2 separate regions of the Sus scrofa genome follow, and region 2 is linked to region 1. Evidence: chromatin contacts called from public HiChIP or PLAC-seq data. All regions are on one chromosome and are shown on one strand. The core of a region is the stretch at or near the end of the contact, and the rest is flanking DNA. Distances in the headings are between cores, read along the strand shown. Region 1 overlaps TSEN15 (tRNA-splicing endonuclease subunit Sen15). Region 2 overlaps EDEM3 (ER degradation-enhancing alpha-mannosidase-like protein 3).

Region 1 (6,442 bases), core at 269-2,768:
TAAGTCAACAGATTGAACTTTCTCAATATAACAACAACAACAAAAGGTTCCAAAGTTCTATTTTAAAAATCACACGTGATTGTAAAGATGCTGAGGACAATGAAGCATCGCTAAAATGCTACAGTCTCATTTAACCTCTGGTTTTAATTTAGAAGACACAGAACAAAGTTTCCTTATGTGCCTATTTTTTTAAAAGCTCAGTTCTTTGGAAAAATAGAGATGTTTCATCACACAAATCTAATAATTTGGATAAAGCCTTCTACAGTTTATATTTGATAGAAATCCACATATGTAAAAGATAACCTATATATTAATAAGAAGAATTTCAGGTTTTTGAGTTCAATATATTTCAAGAGAAAAGTCCCACCTAAAGAAAGAGATAAATCAGTAATAATCACAGTTGTTAATCAAGAGTAACAGAATTTGGAGTTCCCGTCGTGGCGCAGTGGTTAACGAATCCAACTAGGAACCAGGAGGTTGCGGGTTCGGTCCCTGCCCTTGCTCAGTGGGTTAACGATCCGGCATTGCCGTGAGCTGTGGTGTAGGTTGCAGACGCAGCTCGGATCCCGTGTTGCTGTGGCTCTGGCGTAGGCGGGTGGCTACAGCTCCAATTCAACCCCTAGCCTGGGAATCTCCATATGCCGCGGGAGTGGCCCAAGAAATAGCAACAACAACAACAACAACAAAAAGACAAAAGACAAAAAAAAAAAAAAAGAGTAACAGAATTTGATGTCTACAACAGGTTTTTCTTTCTTATAACTGTTAAGAGAGGAGCTTAGCATTCTGAAAACAAAGTGATTCCAAATTTTAACAAAGCTAACGTTATTTGGCTACTGCCCTTCCTCCAAGGTACTTAAATACTTTCCATAAGCCTTAGCATTTGTGTTTTTGTAACAACCCTACAACAGAGACTAAGTAACCTCTGGAGATACGCACAGAGGACAAGAAATTTGAAGACAACATTAAATTTAATTTCAAATGTTGTCAAACTAGAATGCATCATAGGTTAAAATTATTATTAATTTCAACTCACACAAAGCAATATCTCCTTCTGTCATTTTTAATGTGGCCAAACTGATAAATGCTGCAGCTGCATCAACAAAAGACATTAACTCCCCGATCTGCCTCATTATGATTTATTTAAACAACACACCATAATGCAACTGCGGAACACAATGCAAATTAAACTTGTGCCCAAGGAGCCTTATCCACTCACAGGCTCGATCCTGAACAAAGTTTCAAGAGTAATAGACCACCTCCTTTTGAATCATGCCAATGCCTTCCTAGGAAAAAATCAAGGCAGCTGAAGTCCCAGGGGGTTATTGAACAATTAGGTGCCTGTGTGGCTATTCACCCTGGTGGGAAGCCATTCTGCGAAAATAAACTGTAAGGGTTTTTTTGTTTGTTTGTTTTTGAGGGTAAGAAAAAAAAAATGCTATGCCAGTTGAAGGAAGCTGCCAGAACTGGGAGTTTTAACAGTAACAGATTTCCAACAGAGGTAGTCTGAGGACACACATCCTGATATGCAGGGAAGCCAAATGACAGGAATCATTTTCCTAGTTATTATTAGACTTCAGGCCTCATATAAAATAATAGCCATTAATTTGTAATAAAGAACATAATTCTGGAGAGAGGAAATATTTTTTGATGATAGGAAAATGGAGTATCCTTCAAAAAACATGTAACATTTCAGACTTAAGTCTCATAACTAAGAACATCTTTTAAAATGTTCTAAAGAAGGAACTAAATTGTTTCTAATAACTCTTTACTCCACCATTAATATAAGCCCTTCTCCTAAGGCACAAAGGAAAAAGAAGGGTTGAATGGTGAAGGGAGTGGTGGTACTGGCAGGGGAGGAAGATATGGGTGAAAAAGAATTTAACTAAAAGGTAAGGAAACTATTTATAGCACTGGCAGAGTGGCTCTTCAGACTTCTGACTGTTCTCTATCCTGGGAGGTATACAGTTATAGTTACAGGGTAAAGTGTGGTAATAAGCAGTGATAAACCTTGCAAGCAGATGAATTCTGAAGACATTCTAATTTCTTAGAAACTCTTGAAAGGCTGCTTGCAGCACATCTTTGTGTTCTTTAAGATATTATTCAGCAAGTCTCTGCTGCAGGAACTGAAGAGTTTAAGAGAATCATTCATTCATCCAACAAATACCTATTTAACACCAAACACAAGGCACCAGGCAAGGCACTGGGAAAAAGAACGAACACAACAAAGCTCCTGCTTCCATAGGGGATGTGGGGAGGAAAGAGAGTAAACAAACAAACAAACAAAAAAGCCCACTATACAATATACTGAGTAGCAATAAATGCAGTAAGTGTTATAAAGGAGGGCCACTTCATAGGTTGCATTAGTACAAGAGGTGAGATGACAGTAGCTTACACCAGAATGATGCAGTATAGCAGAAGTGGCGAGAAAAGGTCAGATTTTGGATATACTTTTAAGGGAGAACTGACAGATTTTGTTAACAAATTAATTTGGCAGTCTGAGAACTGGGTGGACTAAAACTAATAAGAGATTATAGCAAGGTTAATGTGTCAAGATCAATTGCTTTCCTGTACACCAGCACTGAACAACTGGAATTTCAAATAAAAAACACAACATTTACATTGGCATCAAAAAAGTGAAATGCTTAGGTATAAACCTAAAAAAATATATGTACAGGATCTATATAAGGAAAACTGTAAAACTCTGATGACAGAAATCATAGACGATCTGAATAAATGGAGAAACAGTCCATAATCATGGATTGGAAGGTTCAAATATTGTTAAGATGCCAATTCTTCTTATTGTGATCTATAAATTAAGCACAATCCCAAACAAAACCCTAGCAAGCTATTTTGTAGATACTGACAAACTGATTCTAAAGTTTACATGAAAAGGCAAAAGACCTAGAATAGCAACACTGAAAAATACCAAAGAAGAACAAAGTGAGAGTACTGACATGACCCATCTTACTTACTTTTAAGCTATAGTAATTAAGACTATGTGGTACTGACGAAGGAATAGACACACAGGTTAATGAACTAGAATTAGAGAGCCCAGAACTGACCCATATAAATATGGTCAACTGATCTTTGACAAAGGAGCAAAAACAATCCAATAGAGAAAGAATTGTTAACAAATGGTGCTGGACAACTGATGTCAATATGCAAAAAATAATGACTCTAGAGAGACATCTTACACCTCTCACAAAAATTAAACTCAAAATAGAACACAGACCTAAATGTAAAACAAAAAACTATAAAACCCAACTTTTAGAAGACAATACAGGAGAAAATTTAGGTGACTCTGCGTTTGGTGATGAACCTTTAGATACAACACCAAAAGCATGACTGTGAGAGAACAGCCCAAATAAAAAATGGACAAGGGATCCGAACAGATATCTCACTAAAGAAGATATACAGATGGCACATAGTAATATGAAAAGATGCTCAACATTATGAGGCATTAGGAAATAGCAAATTAATTAGGGGATGGACTAGGAGTTTGGGGTTAGTAGACGCAAACTATTGCATTTGGAGTGGATAAGCAATGAGATCTGCTGTATAGCACAGGGAACTATATCTAGTCACTTGTGATGGAACATGATGGAAAATAATGTGAGCAAAAGAATGTGAGACTGGGTCACTTTGCTGTACAGCAGAAATTGACAGAACATTGTAAATCAACTATAATAGAAAAATAAAAATCTTTCAAAAAAAAAAAAAAAACAATGAAACACTACTATGCATGAATTAGAGTAGCTAAAACTCAAAAAACCAACAGTACCAAGGTGGCAAGGATACTTACTGCTAGGTGAAAGAAGCCAATCTGAAAAGGCTACATACTGTATGATTTCAACTACTACTATTCTGGAAAAGGCAAAACTCCAGAAAAAGTTAAAAGTTCAGTGGCTTCCAGCAGTTCAGGGTAGGGGCAAAGGGATGCATATGTGAAGCACAGGGGATATTTAGGGCAGTCAAACTATCCTGCATGCAATGGTGGATATATGACAGCAGACATTTGTTAAAATCAATAGAACTGTGAATTCTAATGTAAACTTAATGGTATATCAATATCAGTTCATTAATTGTAACCAATGTACCATACTAAGGCAAGACGATAAACTAATAAATACTGCACTGGACTAAAGCCTTCATGGGAAATCTCTGGACTATCTGCTCAATTTTTCCATAAATCTAAAATTGTTCTAAAAAATAGAGAGAAATAGGAGCTATCTATCTCCAAGATTTTTGGCCTGAGCTTCAGAATGAAGAGTTGCTATTTACCGAAAGAAGGAGCAGTTAGAGGGCAAATCAAGAGATCTTTCTGGACGTGGCAATTTGAGATGACTTTTAGGTCTCAGTGGCGCTGTCAAGTAGATAGTTAAACATGAGTCTCAGGTTCATAGAAGAGGCAGAGATAAGTTTGGGAGTCATGAGTATGTCAATGATATTTAAAACCATGGAACCAGACAAAGACGCCCAGAAGTGAGTCCAAAGAAAAGCTCAGAGGCCTAAGCCCTAGAATACTTTAACCTTTAGAGGTCAGAAACTTGAAAAGATTCTGCAAATGAAGCTACGAAATGGCAAGAGATGGAGCTACTTAATCTCCTCAAATCCCTCATTATGCTTTTGCACTAATAGCTGGTCATTTGTTAAATCCTCACGGATTTGTGTATTTTTTATCTTTAGAGAAAAAGGAAACAACCATAACTCCTAATATTCTGATTCAAATAATTTTCACACCTTTGTTTCAGGATATACCAGCATCTCCCAAAGACCCTGAGGTGGAAAAACTCTTGATCTAGCTTTCTCTTATCTTTGTATTCCTTAATCCATTCAGCCTCTCAATCTATTGCTTACCAGGAGGATGGTTACTTTTTCATATTTTCTATCTCTATCTCTCCTTCCCTCCCCTCCTTCTCCCATTGCCACCTCTCTCTCTCTCTCTCTCTCTCTCTCTCTCTCTCGCTCGCGCACACACACACACACACACACACACACACACATGCACAATCCAAGTGCTTTCTCACCAGCTGCAGGCATGCTCTCCCTTTGTTATTACTAATACTCAGCTTTAAGAAACCATTTGCAATTTTCATGCTCTCTCAGCCCTCAATATCTTGTTCATGTGATTACCTGTCAAGAACATCCATTTCCAGCCCCATTCTACCTGGAACGCCTACACATATTTCAAACACCCTGTCCTGCAGGAAATCTTCCTGGACATCCTCCTCCCTTACCACCACAGAGCTTCTATCTCCTGAGATAGGCTGGGACCTGGGAACTGGGACCCTTTGTTGCAGTGCTTGCCCCTGGACAAATGTCTCCTTGAGAAACAAAACACCAGGAATCTATATGGGATTAAAAATAACTGTGTGCATATGCAGTTGGGGTAAATTATGGACAACAAAATACAAAAAAGACCAAAAAGCCCAACTGCCACTTCTGAAAAGCCAGGAGTAAAAGTAGGGTACTGTGCATGCCCCTGCACAGGACGCCACCAAAGGGCTGGGCAAACCACCTAAACCACCCCTTCTGGCCCAACTCCTGGACCTGCCCCTACCCTCACCCCATGTAAGGAACCAGCTCATCACCCCCTGGAGAGCAAGCAAGGGAACCTACTTGTTTTCATTCTTCCCTGCTAGAGCAGGGGCACCAAATGAAGCCTTGCTTGAATTTCTCTCTGGCCTCTTATCAATTTCTACTGATTAAGGAAGGCCAAGAACCCTGGTCAGTAATATTCCCTCTGCAGTTTTCCTCAGTACCCTACACACATCTCTCATTATGTTCATCATAGTGGCTATAAATGTCTTGTCATCTCAACTCTAGACTGTAAGCATCTTGTGAAGTCTTGTACCCCTTGAGTCCAGCACACAACAGGAGCCTAATAAATGAATGAGCAATCTAGAAAATGCTGGAATAATATGCACTTTACTTTCTTATCCTTACCCCCAAACCAAAACATGCTTTTATTTTGCCTCTAGATAGTCTATATTATACTATTCATTTATATTTATTGTATTTAATGCTTAAAGAAAAAGTATAATTATATACATTCATAGTATTTTTACTGATTGTAATATTATTTTAGTGTAAGAACAATAAATAAAATTTTAATTTTCCCTACACATTTCTTTTGTTCTTCTTTTTTTTTTTTAATTTTGTCCTTTTAGGGCTGCACCTGAGACACATGGAGGTTCCCAGGCTAGGGGTCTGATCAGAGCTGTTGCTGCCGGCCTACGACAGAGCCACGGCAATGCCAGATCCTTAATCCACGGAGCAAGGCCAGGGATCAAACCCACAACCTCATGGATCCTAGTCGGATTTGTTTCCACTGCGCCACAAAGGGAACTCCCTTCCCTACACATTTCAGTATTTTAGAATATGGGTTATTTTTCTTTTCCCCATAAAAACACTTGTACAATGAATTTAAAAATAAACAATT
Region 2 (7,187 bases), core at 3,049-5,548, 590 kb before region 1:
AAACAATAGAATTTCCTAATAAATTTAGTTCTGTGTCTTGTAGCTTTTATTTTTATTATGAAAAGGATACTTAGTTTATTTCTAACCAGTTATTCCTACTATGGAGGAGTTATTGGTATTTCACTATTTACCTTAATTTTTACTCTCCTTATCAAATTCTTTTATCATCTTAATAGTGTTTTTAAAAATTGAGGTGCTTTGAGTTTAGGTATTCAACACAATCTGAAAATACTGACAACTTGATCTTTTATTTTCCTGTATTTACACTTTATTTTCTTATCCCATTTCATTAGCTAGATTTCCAAATAATATTACATAACATGTAACCTTAAGAGGGATTTTTTGCCAAAAGCACAATCTTCATTAGTAGATGAAACAGCCCTGCACTCTCCTATCCTTCTACACTAGATTAATACAATCTGGAAAGAAACTTAAAGGTTTCGGTTTGTTTGTTCATTTTTCAGTCCATCCAGTTTAGGATAAGCTCAGCATAAATGAACTCCCAGCAGCCAGATGCTGCTTTCTCTTCTTAGGGCCCCCCATGCTTTCCCTAATTGTCAAATTAAAATGTAGCTTTTCGGTAGCTGAGCGTATATGTGGGGACTCCTCCCCCTGCCCCCTCTCCCCCAGCACACACTCTAAGAACTAAGTTAACCCTCCCTATTCAGGTACCGTTTCTAATCAGGGTATACCTGCGTACCTTCCTGTGGTCCCGTCACACTCGGTGGCTTTATACTGAGTCTACCTTCCCTTTCTTCTTTGACAGATTTTCTCTGCTTATCTTTAAATCTCAGCTCAGGCGTCACTTTCTGAAGGAAATCTTCCAGTCTCCCCATAAAGCGTATCTCAGAGCTTTCTGTTTACTTGTGTGATTATTCATAGACATTGTTATCCCCAGCTGGACTGCAAGATCCAGGTGGGCAGGTCAGGTGTTTGGTTTTACCTCATTTTGCCCCAGCACCTTGCAGAGTGCCTGCCACAGTGGACACACGGGAGGTCTTTGCTGACTGCAGAGTCTGAGGCAGATGCAGCATGTGCATGTTGAAGCTATTTTAAGCACTTTCTTGTAGGAGCCCTAAATAAAATGCCTCTAGTGCTTTTATTATATATTCATTACAAGAGGCTTAACTTGCTCTCCAGCCTTCCAGTGGATTTTATGATTATATAATTCATAGACCTCCAGTAATGAAGTAGAAGTTTTATAAATAATCTCAATTCTTGTGTTCATGAAAATATCTAATCAACCACATTAATATCCATGAATCATTCAGCATTTTGTATTGTCTGCATTTTCATGGCTGAGTGTATTTCACTGTTCAAAAGAGTATTATCTTCAAATATAGCAATGGTATGTGCTGTTTAGAATTTATTCTATTGAATATGTCCTCACGTGCACACTTTCCTGAATTTAACTATTTAATAAATTTTAAACATATATTGCAAATTTAAATGCATTTTAATAATACTGTTTAAGGTATTTCTCGGCCTTTACCATTGCCCATTGAAGGCAGTCTTGTCAGTTGTTAGAGTCATTCCTTTCAGTTTGAAAGGACTTTTCAAGTGCCACATTTTGCACCTGACCTGCCCACCTGGATCTTGCAGTCCAGCTGGGGATAACAATGTCTATGAATATACCGAGAAATGGGATTGCTTTATTGTAAGGCAATATTTTACTCTTCAGTGTTCCTGTTCACCCTTCTGCATTAACATGATTTTCTTTAATCTTTATTGTTCTGCTTTATTCTCAAAACCAGTATGCTTTTGAACGTGTGATAGTACCTGTTTTGAGGGGAAAAGTAACATGAAGTTTGTTTCTTTCCTACTCAGATCCTGACATGGAAAATGAAGAACAACCATCCTCTGAAAATGACTTTCAGAATCAGAGTGCTGAACAGATGGCATCAGGTTCTCAAGAGGTTGATTTAGTTGATGAAGAGTCTCCTGAGGAAGGTTCTTCAAACTCTCACCCAGACTCATCATCTCCAGCAGATAGGGACAGTGCTGCAGGTGGTCCTCCTTCTGAACAGAATTCTCATCCCACAGAAAGCCCTGAGCCGACACGTCTGGATGGTGAATGTACAGATTTAGATAACCAACTTGAACAACAGTCAGACACTGAGGAGGATTCCAATCCTAATGTCAGCTGGGGCAAGAAGGTCCAGCCTATAGACTCCATATTAGCAGACTGGAATGAAGATATAGAAGCATTTGAAATGATGGAGAAGGATGAGCTCTGACTCCCTAAAGTCTACCTGGTGGTAGGTATTTCCAAAGAAAAGGTAAACTGTGGTTCATAGACACCCTGGTCCTAAGCAGGCTCTCTCATGGGAGGCTTTAAGTATGGTGATGAGCAACCACGTTCTGACTGGGAGAGGGAGTTATCATAGGAATCTGGAGCGTGTTAGGCTAGAACTGACCTTGTTTAAACTGTCCCATCACAAATGGAAACTCACAGCCCCCCCTCAGGTGACAGCATGCACCACCCTGCTGTACCTCAGGCCAGGAGGAGATTGCTGGAGTCTCTGGAGAGACAGGATTCAGTTAACTGTGAGGTGGGGAATATGAATTTGAGTCTCTTTCTAATGAAAGGAAGCTCGGCTTTCTTGCTTTGGGGGTTAGAGGCTCTTTGGGGAAAACACAGATGAGTATTGCGGGCATTCCGATGATGCTGCCTTCACAAAAACACTCAAAGTGACCTATGTGGTGATGAAGCAACTGCATTCACGGTGAAAACGGTCTTTGCTTATCATTTTCACTTGCTTCATTGTGTAACACGATCAAAATGACTTGATTTCTTTTCCCTTTTAACAATGTCCTTTTCATTTAAACCAAAGGTGAAGCCAGTATACTTTTCTCAGTGAGTTACTAATCCTTGGGACCAGGTAAAAAGGTCATATACTGTGTTGTGGAATTTGAGGACTTAATATTTTTGAAAAATGGAGCAAGGGTGAAACATAATGTTGCAATATGCACTTGCCATTGGGCCTTCCAAAGGGAAAGCTGTGACTACTCTGAAACGGAACTTAAGGTTATATCTTAGTAGGGTGAATTATAAATCTTTTCCAGTTCATTTCTTTGGAGGTGATTACCTCTTGCCATCAGCCTTACTCCATCCCATGTTTAGTACGCATTTTGAGCCACAAGGCCTGTGTTGCCAATATCTGAATACATTTTGTTCCATTTTTCTATCTTCGGGAGCCATGATAAAACTGTGGTAGTGATTTAAAAATTCTGGGGTAACTACTATTTTCCTCCTTTGAAACTATGATTTCTAAAGTTGCACCTAAGGAGTCTGTCACATTTTCTGTTGAATCATGGTTTTTTAAGTTTGCTTTTTTTAAAAAAACTAGTATTCCATCTGATATGGACTTGAAAATTAGTCTTTGGTAATCTGTGTAAAAAACTTACACAGTAGCAACTAACATACAGCCATATAGTTTAATGAGAGTCCGGCCCTCCAGCGTGTGTACGTGTGTTGTGTGTGTGTGTGTGTGTGTGTGGCAGTCTGGTGCTGGCCACATATAAGTTTTAAAAAGTTTGTTGTTGATATCTGTAGATAGCCCTGTAATTGAAATCATGGCTTTACTCATTTTATTTTCAAAGTTACCTGTATCATTTCTAAAGGAATATTTGAGAATTCCCCTTTTCTTTACCATGACATTATATAATAACCTTTTCTTAAAACAGTTTTTGAGGTACTGATGAACTTAAACTGTATATGGAGCTGTTAAAAGAACAGCAGTGCTGTATTGTAGTTATGTATATTCATGTACAGTCTTAGATCCCAGGTAAACAAACACATTCTGTCACAAGGGGATAAATAGCTACTTTCAAAAATTCCATCTAAACTTAATTGGGTCAGTGAGTAATCTAATAGAGAATTCACATTGGGGGGGTGGCGGGGGAAGAGTAGTAAACAAGACCTTTATTGGCCCTTAATTAAACCTGACACCAAAATGGCTATTTTTAGTCTCTCTGCATGTGAAATTTGGTGTAAGAAGATAGAACTATAATACATACAGTCTATGGAAGGATAGACTGCTTTGTTCATCTTCATTGCAAAGCCACCAAAATAGCTGAAGCTTAATTACTTGACTTGCCTTGATTCATAGGACTGGGGCTTGGAGAAAAGGAGCAGATGTTCCTTTAAAACTTGGATTACAGAGCCTTATGTACATTGATTTTGTATTTGTAGCACAGAGCCATTGTTGTCTAAATCTGACTTATCTAAGTTAACAAAACAACATAGTTTTGTGTCCAGCAGAGGTCTTGTGGCATCCTAGGAAAAGCCAGACTACTGCCACTCTCCCTTCCTTTGGCCGTTAGGGGGAGCTGTTGCCATTGAGGTCTAGAAGCAAATTGTTCACTCGTTTCGAAAATGAATCGTTTAAAAAAAAGAAGGAAGAAAGAAAAGAAGAAAAAAAACACCCAGAAGGAGTTATTCTTGATTTTTCCCTAGCTAAGAAAAGAAGGTAACATGTTCAGTTTCAGATTCCGACATTGTCCTTGACTCTCTCCATTCTTAATTGACATACTGCCACAAAGCTGTTTTTGAGTTCATTAAAAACTTTCAATACCATTAGGCTTTTTTTTTTTTTTAATGTTTTGTTTTTTAAATACCTTTTATAGCATTTTCTTTACTTCCTAAAGATTCAGGAGATTCTGTGTGACCCTGAATTTTAGAAACATCTGGTCTACCTCAGTTAAGTGTTGCCTGTACAGAGAGAGAGCTGAAGTGATCACCACAGCCATAAAACTGTTTGACTAAGAAGGATTTATGCAATGTTTACAAACCTGGAATCAAGTAAGGATTTTATCTGAAAGTTAAAATCAGATATTAGAGAAAGTATTTAATTCAGGTATTTTCAAGTTTTAAAACGTAACCTGTTTACCTAATAGAAATAGTTTTTTTCTGCTTTGGAAAGTCCATTGAAATGACATACCCTAATTTGCAGTGCTTTCTCCATAAAGTTTAGGTGTGAAAGAACTGTAATGTACCAGATACGTTTGGAATGAGAGCTTTTGTTGGGTAGGTTCTTTTTCTTTTTTAACTTTTAATAGGCTTCCAACAAGAATACCATTGTTGTTCAGAACAAAAATTTTTTTTACGTTATACTTTCCCTTTTTCCCCCACAGTATTAGGAATTAAAATGAAAAATTGTGCACTCTCTGATTTGACTTCTCTAATTACTCTGTCAAGATATTTTTTTCTAATTACCACCACAGCCCTTTTTATAGGAAAACCAGCATTTGTTCCCTCACCAAACCCCATGCCAAATTCATCATAAAGAAAGCTCAGCATAAGTAATTCAAATAGTGCTTATAATTGGGGGGGGGGCATTTAATAAATATTCCAACCGGTCGTTTTATGCACAAGGCTTCAGTCAGAACATAGAAAAAAAAAAACATTCTGTGAATGAAATATTGTATGTTCAGATTTTATAAAAGACATTTTTAAAAGCCCAATTTACAGCCGTATATTTTCTTATGATGTAATTTATGAAAAAGATGTCTGTACTAACAGGTGCTGTAACACTACTGTTGTTGGATTTTATTGTTTGGTGATAAATGTATACCATATTTCTAAGGGAAACTATGTACTGTGATGTAAAAGTCTGGGCAAAATGTATATAATCCTTGTATATAATTGTGTATTTGATTATAATTACTGATTGTAAAGATTTAATAAAATATGTAAATATTCTGGTCTAGTTTTAATTTTTAAAATCAGTCTGCATATCTTTATACTTTGATATCTTAAAAAATTTTTTTGCCACTCTGTCTTCCCTTTAATTTTCATTTTACTCCCGGAGAGTAAATCTGGGGACAGCTGCAAGTATAGAAACACATTGAACAGTTCCACGCCTGAACTAGTGCCAGGGACCCTCAGAGTAGAGTTAGAGGAGTTAGCATTTCAAAGTGTCAATATTGGTAACATGTTTTTATTTTTTATTTTTTTGCTTTTCTAGGGCTGCGCCTGGAGCATATGGAAGTTCCCAGGCAAGGGATCAAATTGGAGCTCCAGCTGCTGGCCTACACCACAGCCACAGCAACACAGGATCCAAGCTGTGTCTGCGACCTACACCACAGCTCATGGCAATGCCAGATCCTTAACCCACTGAGCAGGGCCAGGGATTGAACCTGCGACCTCATGGATACTAGTCTGGTTCATAACTGCTGCACCACAATGGGAACTCCTCGCTTACATTTTGAGTTTACTAATATTTAATAAAAGCAATTGTCCTTTGAACATTGTCATAAAAAGTTACACTAACCTATTATTTCCAGTGAGACCATTTCCTTTAGCAGCCACTTTAAGACAGTATGCTTTTCATCTGCACTGTTCCAGGGTTTCTGAGCACAGATATCTTGAAAGATGTAATAGGTATTATTTCTTGATAACTGCTTTCTTTAAAGATGAACAAACTGAGAGTTGAGCAAGCTCAAGCATTTTACTCAAAGTCCCACATCTGGTGCCTGGGCCACGGAAGGGGAGCCCTGGTTTATTTCTAGAGCCCGTGTCCCTTCCATGTGCCGCCCTCTCCCTTCCTTTCTCCTCCCACCTCCATTTCAGTTTCTGCTCACCCTTGGCTCAGCCCTCCCACCTGATCACTTTTTCCCCACCTGGGACTGAAGTTTAGAAGTGGCAGCATCCATTCTCAAGTTGTCTGGGCATTAACTCCAGTCTCAGCCTGTCTCCATGCCTTTAGAACAATGCACCACTATTTCAGGAAAGAGTTAAAGATCCAACAGTCTCTCTTACAAGATTTCAAAGAGGAGGTTGCTGTTCTAGGTAAAGCAAACTTGAAGTGGTCTATATACTGAGAGAAGTTTTACTCGCAGTTTAAGGGTGGAGACTGGTGAGTGTCAGCATCTGCCTCCTAGGAAGGCTTGTGCTTCTCACGGCTCACCCTAATAAGCCTGGAGGTCTGTCGTTTCCATACACCTCTTCAATGAGGTAATCAACGAGAGTCCACTGATGGAAGCTTGGGGTGCACTCTTCGGCTGTGAAAGAATGGACTCATCATCCCAGATGACAGTGGGAGAAATGTTTGAGAAGTCCTGTGGTGTCAGAGCACGCACAGTTTCGGTCTCAGCTGCCTATGAAGTGGTACTCTCTCAGCAACAGCAACAGCAGGTAACAATACAAAAAAATACTTTGGATGTAACAGGGACTTCTTGAAAAG

What was found. HiChIP or PLAC-seq counts read pairs in DNA pulled down with a chosen protein or histone mark.
Region 2: a contact with region 1 is called in an H3K27ac HiChIP or PLAC-seq map of skeletal muscle, with 7 times the contacts expected there. The contact joins two enhancer-like sites. A contact is called at or near these places in 15 of 47 Hi-C or Micro-C datasets (alveolar macrophages, brain, embryonic fibroblasts and 8 more) and 1 of 2 datasets of contacts at active chromatin or transcription factors (skeletal muscle).

The regions. Positions count from the first base shown.
Region 1 is chr9:125,318,982-125,325,423 of Sscrofa11.1, reverse strand. All of the region lies in intron 4 of TSEN15 (tRNA-splicing endonuclease subunit Sen15), which reads right to left. Among named protein-coding and RNA genes, the nearest start is that of TSEN15, 21 kb to the right of the region's middle. Within about 2 kb of position 1,518, at least 2 of the 83 cell types and tissues checked have an H3K27ac peak or open chromatin away from gene starts, as enhancers often do. A contact at or near this core is called in skeletal muscle, where this site is marked.
Region 2 is chr9:125,907,377-125,914,563 of Sscrofa11.1, reverse strand. EDEM3 (ER degradation-enhancing alpha-mannosidase-like protein 3) reads left to right here. Exons shown (of 20, transcript XM_021102628.1): 20 at 1,828-5,703. The coding sequence ends at 2,237. Among named protein-coding and RNA genes, the nearest start is that of EDEM3, 72 kb to the left of the region's middle. Within about 2 kb of position 4,298, at least 12 of the 83 cell types and tissues checked have an H3K27ac peak or open chromatin away from gene starts, as enhancers often do. A contact at or near this core is called in skeletal muscle, where this site is marked.